2 separate regions of the Mus musculus genome follow, and region 2 is linked to region 1. The links are chromatin contacts, called in public Hi-C maps. All regions are on one chromosome and are shown on one strand. The core of a region is the stretch at or near the end of the contact, and the rest is flanking DNA. Distances in the headings are between cores, read along the strand shown.

The links. Hi-C and Micro-C count contacts between places; a contact is called where the count stands out from the background.
Region 2: a Hi-C map of cortical neurons shows a contact between it and region 1, with 3 times the contacts expected there. The contact joins two enhancer-like sites. A contact is called at or near these places in 15 of 39 promoter capture datasets (the 3T3-L1 cell line, 3T3-L1-derived adipocytes, the HPC-7 cell line and 9 more), 4 of 484 Hi-C or Micro-C datasets (cortical neurons, embryonic stem cells, hematopoietic stem cells and 1 more), 2 of 115 datasets of contacts at active chromatin or transcription factors (VIP interneurons and embryonic basal ganglia) and 1 of 9 other capture datasets (pancreatic islet).

Annotation. Positions count from the first base shown.
Region 1 is chr6:18,422,595-18,427,228 of GRCm38.p6, reverse strand. It overlaps Cttnbp2 (cortactin binding protein 2), which reads left to right. Exons shown (of 23, transcript NM_080285.2): 6 at 1,094-1,193; 7 at 3,248-3,398. Among named protein-coding and RNA genes, the nearest start is that of Gm40356, 11 kb to the left of the region's middle. Within about 2 kb of position 2,273, at least 14 of the 459 cell types and tissues checked have an H3K27ac peak or open chromatin away from gene starts, as enhancers often do. A contact at or near this core is called in cortical neurons, where this site is marked.
Region 2 is chr6:18,817,583-18,822,216 of GRCm38.p6, reverse strand. No RefSeq gene overlaps it. Among named protein-coding and RNA genes, the nearest start is that of Lsm8, 29 kb to the left of the region's middle. Within about 2 kb of position 2,671, at least 7 of the 459 cell types and tissues checked have an H3K27ac peak or open chromatin away from gene starts, as enhancers often do. A contact at or near this core is called in cortical neurons, where this site is marked.

The sequences.
Region 1 (4,634 bases), core at 1,024-3,523:
CTAATTATATGGCCCCTTACTGTAAAATGTAGAGCCAGTGGTGAATCAATTTTCACAAAGGTACAACAAAATGTATTGTCCATATAGAGATTTTTAAACACACATTAAAATGTAACTCTCCATCCGAGGTCACTCTTGTCAGCACAGAGTAACCCTGATTTCCTTGGTAGCAAGAATACCTGCTGTGGGAGAAGCAGGTCTTCCAGGCTCTTAGGCTTAGGTGTTGAGTGGCTGCCACAGTGAGGCTCTACCAATTAGAAAGAGTGGACTTGTAATAATTTATAGTTATTTAGATTGGTTTTTTTTTTGAGAAGTGAAAACTTACTATAAATGTTATGACAGCAAAGACTAATAATTCTTTTTACTCTTTCAAATGCAAATCTTGTAGTTAACTATACTAAAACACGTGGTAACACAGAAAAAGAGATGGCTTGACTACATGTTCTAAGCTACTATGTGTGTGCACTGTGGACTATTTCCTGCTTGGATCAGATAGACTCGGAGCTAAGGAGACTCAGTACATGTAAAGCACTTTGGAATTCAAAAGGCACTGGGGGAATTTTCTTCACTGTAGAGAAATTAAATTTAGATCATTCAGTATTATTTATGAAAGTTCTGTGTTAGTGATGTTTGTGTCTCAGGTGGCTTTCTGTGGGCTTTCCTTGATCTTCAAGTAGCCAAGTGTAGGATGGCCCACATAGAAGTACTTTGATGATTAGATTAGCATTAATCATTCAGTAAGAATGTAACTATATAAATACAGTTTGGTAAACAGATCTGATTGTCTGCCCCAAAACATTCTTTTGAAGAAAATCAGGCCTAGAACCTAGCAAAGTATTTTTCCGGTACATGGTATTCTTTTTTTAACCCATCAACAACTCTACTGGAAATATTTTTTTAAAACCATGTCTTGGTGGCTGTGGAGATATCCTGTCTTCAGGAAAAGAGATGGCTCTCCATGTGAAAGTCTGTGGCATGCCACATCCAGCAGGACAGAGCGGTCAGGTCAGCCTTTGCTGCTAGATTCTCTGCACAGCTTAGAGGGAACCTGGCTCATCATTGCACTGAGTGACCTTCTGTTAAAATCCTGTAGACTGTGTGCGATTGCTGCTGAATGCAGAAGCCCGAGTCGACGCTGCTGATAAAAATGGCTTCACACCCTTGTGCGTCGCAGCTGCTCAGGGACATTTTGAGTAAGTGATGCTCTTCATTCTTCTTTTCCTATGGAAGTGGACCCCTTTTTAATATTTGGCACAGAGTTCACTCCTGCTAAGTATGTAAATGAGTGGTTAATAGTCATTGAGAAATCCACCAAACATATTTGAGTGTTCAAATGCAAAGAAGGACCTTAGATTTGTTCTCATAATAATAGTTAAGTGCTGTATCTAAAGCAAGTGTGTATATGTCTAGTCTGTATATAATCTGTACATAGATGTATACAATCTGATCTATCCATCAATGAACTTGCTTCTGGAAAAGCTCAACATTAGTATAGCAATGGAGAACAAAGTAAGGTGTGCTGAGAGCTTTGTCTGCTTTCTCTTTTCTATAAAGGCTTTTGTTAGTGCTAACATTAAAGGTAGAACGTAGAATTATATTGTTTACTAAAATCCCGTTATTCTACAGTAAGGTAAGTTATTTGATAGTCCCAAATGCTCCTGTTTCTTCATTCACAATTAAGAGAAAAATCAAAGCAAAGCTTTTGCAAACTGAAAGTAGCTCATGTACAAAGGGAACCTGTTAATTAATATGCACATAACTTTAACCATGAGTTCTAAAGAGCTTCGAAGTCATTAAATACAGGGATTTCTTTTTAAAAACTAAAAGTCCCATTTTAATAATAGAATATTGTCAAATTGCTGTCCTGCGTGTGCTGAGCTGGCAGGTTGTGAGGAATAAATACTGCAGCCACCTTTCAGATCCATCTGTCCAGAGAGAAATAGTCTTGCACAAATTACAGCATCCATGACATTTTGGTTATAAGCCTTAGCCTTCAACAGCTGAGCTACTTCCCCAGCTCAAACTATACCATTCTTAAAAATAAAGCTTTTTAGAATTCACATCAGCACTGTTAATTCTAAGTGTGTTCTCCAGTATTCCGGAGGCAGCCTTCAGTGTCTAGAGTCATTGCTCGTATGTGTCTGCCATGCGTCTCAGCAGCCTGGCTTCAGTTTGGGAACTCACATCAGAGCTACTTTTTGCTGTTACCTTCTGGTTATATTCTGTGTCCCACTGAACAGATCTCTCCTGCTGGCTTGGGTTTCCGTGTCCGTCACCTTCATGTTACCAGGCCATCTGTAAGCTCCGTGCTTGGAGGATGTCACTGTCACAGTACAGAAGCATGGATAGCTTTGGACAAAAAAAAACAAAAAAACAAAAAAAAACAAAACCCTGTGGAAATTCAGGAATCAGTAAATTTAAAGATTGCGTCACACAGATATGTCAGCGTGTTACTTAAAAAAAAAAAAAGTAATAACTTATGTAAGCCAAATGCTGAAAGAAAAATGAACTCCCCAAAGGCAAATCCTTCACTTTGTCCACATTCTATCTCTGTGTTGAACTAATCACAAAGTCGCAGTCGCAGCATGGCCTCCTTTTCTTCTTGAGTGTGTTTCTGTGTAGCTGTGTCCTCAGAAGCCAGCTCCTACCCAAAGAGACAGCCTCTTCCATCCTTCTCTCAAGGCAGCCCTTTTCCCAGCCCCCTGCTCCTTTTTATAGAGGAAGCACACAGTGCTCGGCTGTCTATGCTATTTATAATCATTTTCTTGAGTGAATAAAAAAAAAAATCACAGAATGATTCAGCAGCCTCATGTGTTTTTTTGGGGTTTTTTTTTTGTTTTTTTTTTTGTTTTTTTTTTTTTGTTTGTTTGTTTTTTGTCAAGGCAAAAACCATTTTGAATCACAAATACTATGTAATGTATACCAAGTACGGTATAACATTTAACCTAACAAATCAAACCTGTTCCAAGGACAACTCCTGTAAAAGTTGGTAAGAAGGATCCTGAACTAGGTTTGAACATTTGTAAATGGACAATTTTATGTTTTCATAAATTTTGAGACTAAAGTTTAGTTTTTAGTCATATGAAAGTGATAGCAAGCCAATAATGTACAGAAGGTCTGAATGAAATAATTGACACGTCAATATGAATGCTTGGTCATGCATGTTATCTGGATTTAATACCTGCTCAGGGAGCCCTTTCCAGGTGATGCCTCATCTGTATGTAACTAATCATAATTCTATGTACAGATGTATAGAATTACTAACTGCATACAATGCCAACATTAATCACTCTGCTGCTGGAGGACAGACACCTTTGTACTTGGCCTGTAAAAATGGAAATAAGGAATGTATCAAACTCCTGCTGGAAGCTGGCACTGACCGGAGCATAAAAACCAGAGTAAGTACCCTTTTGGGAGAGTGTTCCCCGACATATGTTATTTATATTGTGTCTGAAAACTAGGCATATATATATACTATAGCTCGCATATATCTACTATACATGCATACATATGACAGGTACAGATTCTTTTCTTTGTTATTGTTCCCTGTAGAAAGCAGTATATGGCTACATTGCTTTCGCACTGTAGACAACATTATAAGTAGGATGGAGACTTAAGTGTGTGGAAGGATGCGTGTAGGCACTATGTAAATGCTACGGTGTTTTGTATGAGGGATGTGACCATCTCTAGAAATTCACAGGCCATGGTAAAGAAGGCACGGTGGAGCTTTGAAACTAGCCTCCCACAAATGCTGAAGGACAACTGTGCATGGATACCCACTCTTCCGTTGTGCTTTCGCTTTAGGATCCTGCTTTAAGTGACCTCTGAGTCTCTCCCTTGCTAATTAACATTCTGGTCCGTTTTCCCTCGCAAGTCATTCAAATTCTGAGACTAAACATAAAAAGAGGGGAATTTTGGTGCTCTTAGTATTTCAGAATTAGAGAAGACAATGAACGTGTAAGTTTTTATTATTGAACAAATACTATTCTTTGATGCCATTATGTAATTTCTCAGACAAGAACCAATCATTAGGTATTAATATTAGCAAAGGTAACAAGGCCAGCTATGAGTATTTTCCATTGTAAATTATTGTTAGAGCTTAAAAACAAAACAAATCTCCAGTATTATTTTTACTCGATGTCAAGTTTTTAATAAATTTTAGTTTTTTAAATTAAAGTTCTTATTGTACATGTATGAGTGTTTTGCTTATAGGCATGTCTAAGCCACTTGCATGCCTAGTTCCCAAAGAGGATCTGGCCATCTCCCCAGATCCTCCTTTTAAAAAGAAAATCTGAAAAGGGTAGTTTAGTTTCACATTTCTTTATTTTATATATTTTATCCAAGAAATGGATGTTTGGATGTATTCACTACAAAATGCTATCTTATTGCTAGAAGATAAATGAATTTTGCATCATTAACCTGAGTAAGAAGTTCAACATGGAAGGTTAAACAGCATCCTGCTGAGAACGCAGATCAGCGCCCGGAAGCTAGCTTTGTTGGGCTGAGCAGATTGTTTACACAATACGACAACACACTGTATAATTGATAAGTAACCTGGGGTGGGTGTGTAATTATGTCTTATGCCTTTTAATGCTTAGGTAGTAAGAGAAAGTGGAATGTTGAAAGGTTTTTGT
Region 2 (4,634 bases), core at 1,422-3,921, 390 kb before region 1:
GATGTTTCCTATAGACATGTTATTGTACACTGTGTAGAATTATCCTTGTGTTATTCAAATGCCGATTTCTCTGCATCTATATCTAGATATATCTATATCTGTGACCTATATCTAGTCACAGTCTGGGGGCATTGCAGTGATTATTCACAGTACTCCTGTTTCAAGTTTGTATAAACATTGCTCCTCATTTATGTTCTGACTTTCCAACAGAAGCTTTTCAGTCAGTGTCTGGGCAGATGACAGAATAGGACAGGACTTCTGACAGGCAGTGGAAGGAAAAGAGTGAGGAGGAGGAAGAGAAGGAAGAGGTATTCGCCATGAGGAAGGGGTCCTGGAGACACCATGGGAGAACATAGCTGAAGACCAGTGAGCCAGAAAGTTGGGTGGAATGGAAGACGTGATGCCAAAAGCAGACTTTAGTGAAAGTTACAGACGTGGATAGAGGTTAGCAGACAAGAGTAGAATGAATCAAGCTGTGGTGGTCCACGTGGCATAAACATCATCAGAACAGTAATTATTTTTTTTTCAGAAGAGAAAATGATAATTTGGAAGTAGCATTAAAATAGAGCAAGACACGCCCTTAACCTCAGTTCTTACACTGATATCCTTTCAAGGACAGATAGGTCTCAGTAAGGCAAGAAGGTAAGTGTGATATTTGAAGGAAAAGATGCTGAAATAACTGACTGAATACAGGATACTAAATGGGTTTGCGTGGGAAAAGGGGGGTGTAGTATAAGGGTCTGAAAGCCGCTGAAGGAAGACTCCAGACTCAGATAGTATGCACAGAGAAAGAGTGCTTATTCTGTAGAAACAACCAGCATCTAGAGGCCAACCATTCTTTGAAATGGTAACCCCAGACAAAGGCATGTGGGCCTTTTTATAGGGAACCAGGAGAACCCTCAGAAAGATTAGGTAATCTAAAATTTCACTGGTAAGTGCTAGGGAGTCACAGGCGGTCAGTGGTCTGCATTCCTATTTCATGAATGTTTAACCATACGATGAAATGGGATTGTCCAGCACAGATTGCCATTTTGAGATAAGTTTTTTTCATAGTTATCCCCAGGCTATACTTTGGGAAGGAGTTTTATGATTGCTTTCTGGATTTTATGGTCTTTCCCTGGAGCTGGTGTCTTATGGCCTAGTTTCTAGGACTTATGGTCTGTCCCTGGAGCTGGTGCCTTACAGACTTTCTTTGAAATCAGTTCTGGTCCTTAAATGGAGACAAATGGGGTTTTATGTTGTCCTCTCAGTAGGAAACATGACAATGCATGGATTCAAAGTGACTTGGTGAAGTTGGAACTCCTAATGCTTACGGAAGTGTCCAGGGACATAAAGCACCATGAGCTTGGCTCTCACATCTCTTGTGCTTGGGTGGTATATGCACTCTCAGGTGTGAAGCTACAGAGCAGCCTCAAGGCTGATCCTCTGAGAGTTACTCTTTCAGCAGATGTGAGTTCTGGAACCATCTATAACCACTAGTTTCATTTATCTTGGATTTTTTTGCCAAGTTTTTCCAAAATCTCAATTTCTGCATGTATGTAAGTAGGACCTGATTTAAATAATCTCTTTTGCTTTCTTCAGATGTCTTAAATAGCAGAGAGGAAAAGAAAAATGGGGTCATTCCTGTCATCAGGAAAGTGTGAAGTATCAGAAACAAGTAAGCCTCTTTCACATAACCGATGCATCCAGAGCTAATATTAGGAAGATCGATGTGTGAGTTCATACATCTGTTATATTTGGCATCAAAGTATATTAATACCCTCCAAAAACCACAGACAAGTGACAGAACAATGCACCATGTTTTAGAGACACTTGGTTATGCCTTCCTGCTAAGGCAAAATACATTTTGTAACTCATAAATATGGATTAGTAACAGATTTATGATGTATCAAATCCTAACTCCTGAAGTTAAAATTAAAATGTACTCTTACTTCTCAGCTCCCTGTCATTCATTTCCCCTATCCTGCGCGTGATAGTCACTGCATTATTATTAATTTTTATATTAGTATTTTAGCATTGTAAGTAATAAATGAGTCACTTGAGCATATATAATTCCAAGTGATGAAAACATTGAGTTTTCGTTACTGAGTTTCATTTAATCAACAATGAAAGTGAAAGTGCTTCCTCACAGCTTATATTTTTGTTATTACAGCATTTCTATTAACCTACTTAGTTGAACTGATGGATTAATTCAGTCATTGCTACAAGCACACTAATCGATCAAAACTGATAATTTCACTCCAAACAGTCAATCAACTTTGGTCCAGTCAATTTTTTATGCTACATGAACAATGTATCTTCCTATTTCACAGAGTTCTATATCTTGGAAGGACTTTATTGAAGATGAGGGAAAAGCAACAATGCTTGATCTTAATGAGCAAAGACACTGCTTGGAATAAAGATGCATATGTCACATACTGAGAACACATTGGAATGACGAACGTCTTATCTATAGGCATTCATTTCAATCAGCTTAGCGAAACATTAAAAGTTTGAACATTCTCATTGTTGTAAAATGTTTTCTATGTATGGCTTAGAATCTCCTTACCTAATGAAGCTGAATATACTTTTACACTTCAGTTCTTTGATAAACAAGTCAGTATTCGCACCTTTCATCCGAGGTATTGTAGTTAAATCTGGGTAATTGGCCACTAGGTGGCAGGGCTGTGATGTGAATAGAGGCCACAGTTAAAAGCCAATTTCAGAAATTCCTCCAGGAAGAGTTTTAAAGCCACACACTGAGCACGTAGTATGTATTTTTTCCCACATGCTGAAGTTCCAAAGAGGACTATTTCATGGTCTCTGTCACCAATGATAAGACACTGTAATAGAATGTAATAGCCACCACAGGTCACTTCTTCATTTTAAAGCATACTGACAGAGTTTTGATTATCTGAAACTATGCTGGTGATGCTAAGAGGCTCTCAGAAGAGTTTGTCCTTTTCCTTAAACATATTATAAAACAGAGGCTATAATCCCGCGGTAGAGCCTGTTAGAATGTGTGGGACCTTAAGTTCAATCTTTTGCACCCACAAGCAGCAGAATTTTAGTATTACAGATGAAGTGAGAATCTGAAATGTAAAGCATTAAAATACAACTAACACAAAGTCTTGTCTAATGTTATTCCCAATCTATAGTTTCTCAAATATGAACAACTTTACCTCCAAAAGTACACTTGGCAAGTACATTTATCTTTATCAGAGCTGGATGAAAAGTGCTATTAGAGTCTGTAGGTAGAAGTCTGAAATGCTGCAAAATAGCCTAGAATACATGGGCTGGAGAATATTACTAAAAGGTCAGCATTTGGAACAAGTTAGGACTGGACTGTGATAGATAAAGCTTCTATCTCAAGATTTCAAGGTAAGACCTGTTGTTTGAAAGGAGACAGACAGAAAAGATGCTTTGGATGAAGGTTTGGGGCAAGCTTACACAACACTTGAATATATGTGACAGTTGGGATGAGAACGAGAAAAACTTGATTTAGCCTTAACAAAGGCAAGAAAGCTGGGCATGGTAGTAAACACCTGTAATCACAGCAGTTGAAAGCTTGATGCAGGAGGATTGAGAGTTTGGAGCAGCCTAGATCACATAAAGAACCCTCTACCACCCAAGACACACACACAGAGAGAGAGAGAGAGAGAGAGAGAGAGAGAGAGAGAGAGAGAGAGAGAGAGAGAGGGAGGGAGAGAGAGAGAGAGAGAGAGAGAGAGAGAGAGAGAGAGAGAGAGAGAGAGAGAGAGAAGTGGAGGTTGCAATAAGTAGGGCACCATTGTATAGCACACAGAGATGAGGTTGGGTTCATCTTTCACATTTATTGGGCTTGCAATTTGGTTTACCTTCTATTTTCATTCCTTTAAAGTGGGGAAACAGAGCTGGAGAGGCAGTTCAGCAGGTTAAGAGCACAGGCTGCTCTTCTGGGTGTCCTAACTACTTCTCTGTTGCTGTGAAGAGACACCAAGGCCAAGGCAGCTTATAAAAGAAAATGTTTGCTGGAGCTCATGATTCCAGCAGGCTCCAGTTTATGCCCACCATGGTGTGGAGCATGGCAGCAGGCAGGCAGGTAGGTATGGCACTGGCACATTAGCTGAGAGCTTACCTCCTAATCCACAAGCATCAGATGGACAGACAGACAGAGCACTACCTGAGAATGCCCACCACCAGCACCACTCCTCCAATTCTTCCCAAACAGTTCCAGCAACTGATGATGATTATTCCAATTATTCAAACATAACAGTCTCATTAAAGCAATCTCTACTCCCCACGCCCTGTTCACCCACTCATGGAAAAATCAGCTATCTCTTTCTTAGCATACAGGAAGAGATACCATTGTCATTAAAACCACAACATCAGAGGACTCACGTTTGGTTGCTGGCTCCCACACTGGGTGACTCTCAACCTCCTTTAACTCCAGCTCTAGGGATTCCAATGCTTTCTTATGGCCTCAAAGGACACCGCACTTAGATGGCATATACAGACACACACATATAGGAAAGAGAAAAATTTGAAAATTAAACTTTTAAAAGAGAAATTGTTGAAAAGATTCAGTATATATTAAATGTCCCAAACATAAATGTGTCAATAATGATACTTAACATCGTTAAGATATTGTGAGGATGCTAATTATATCACTATCC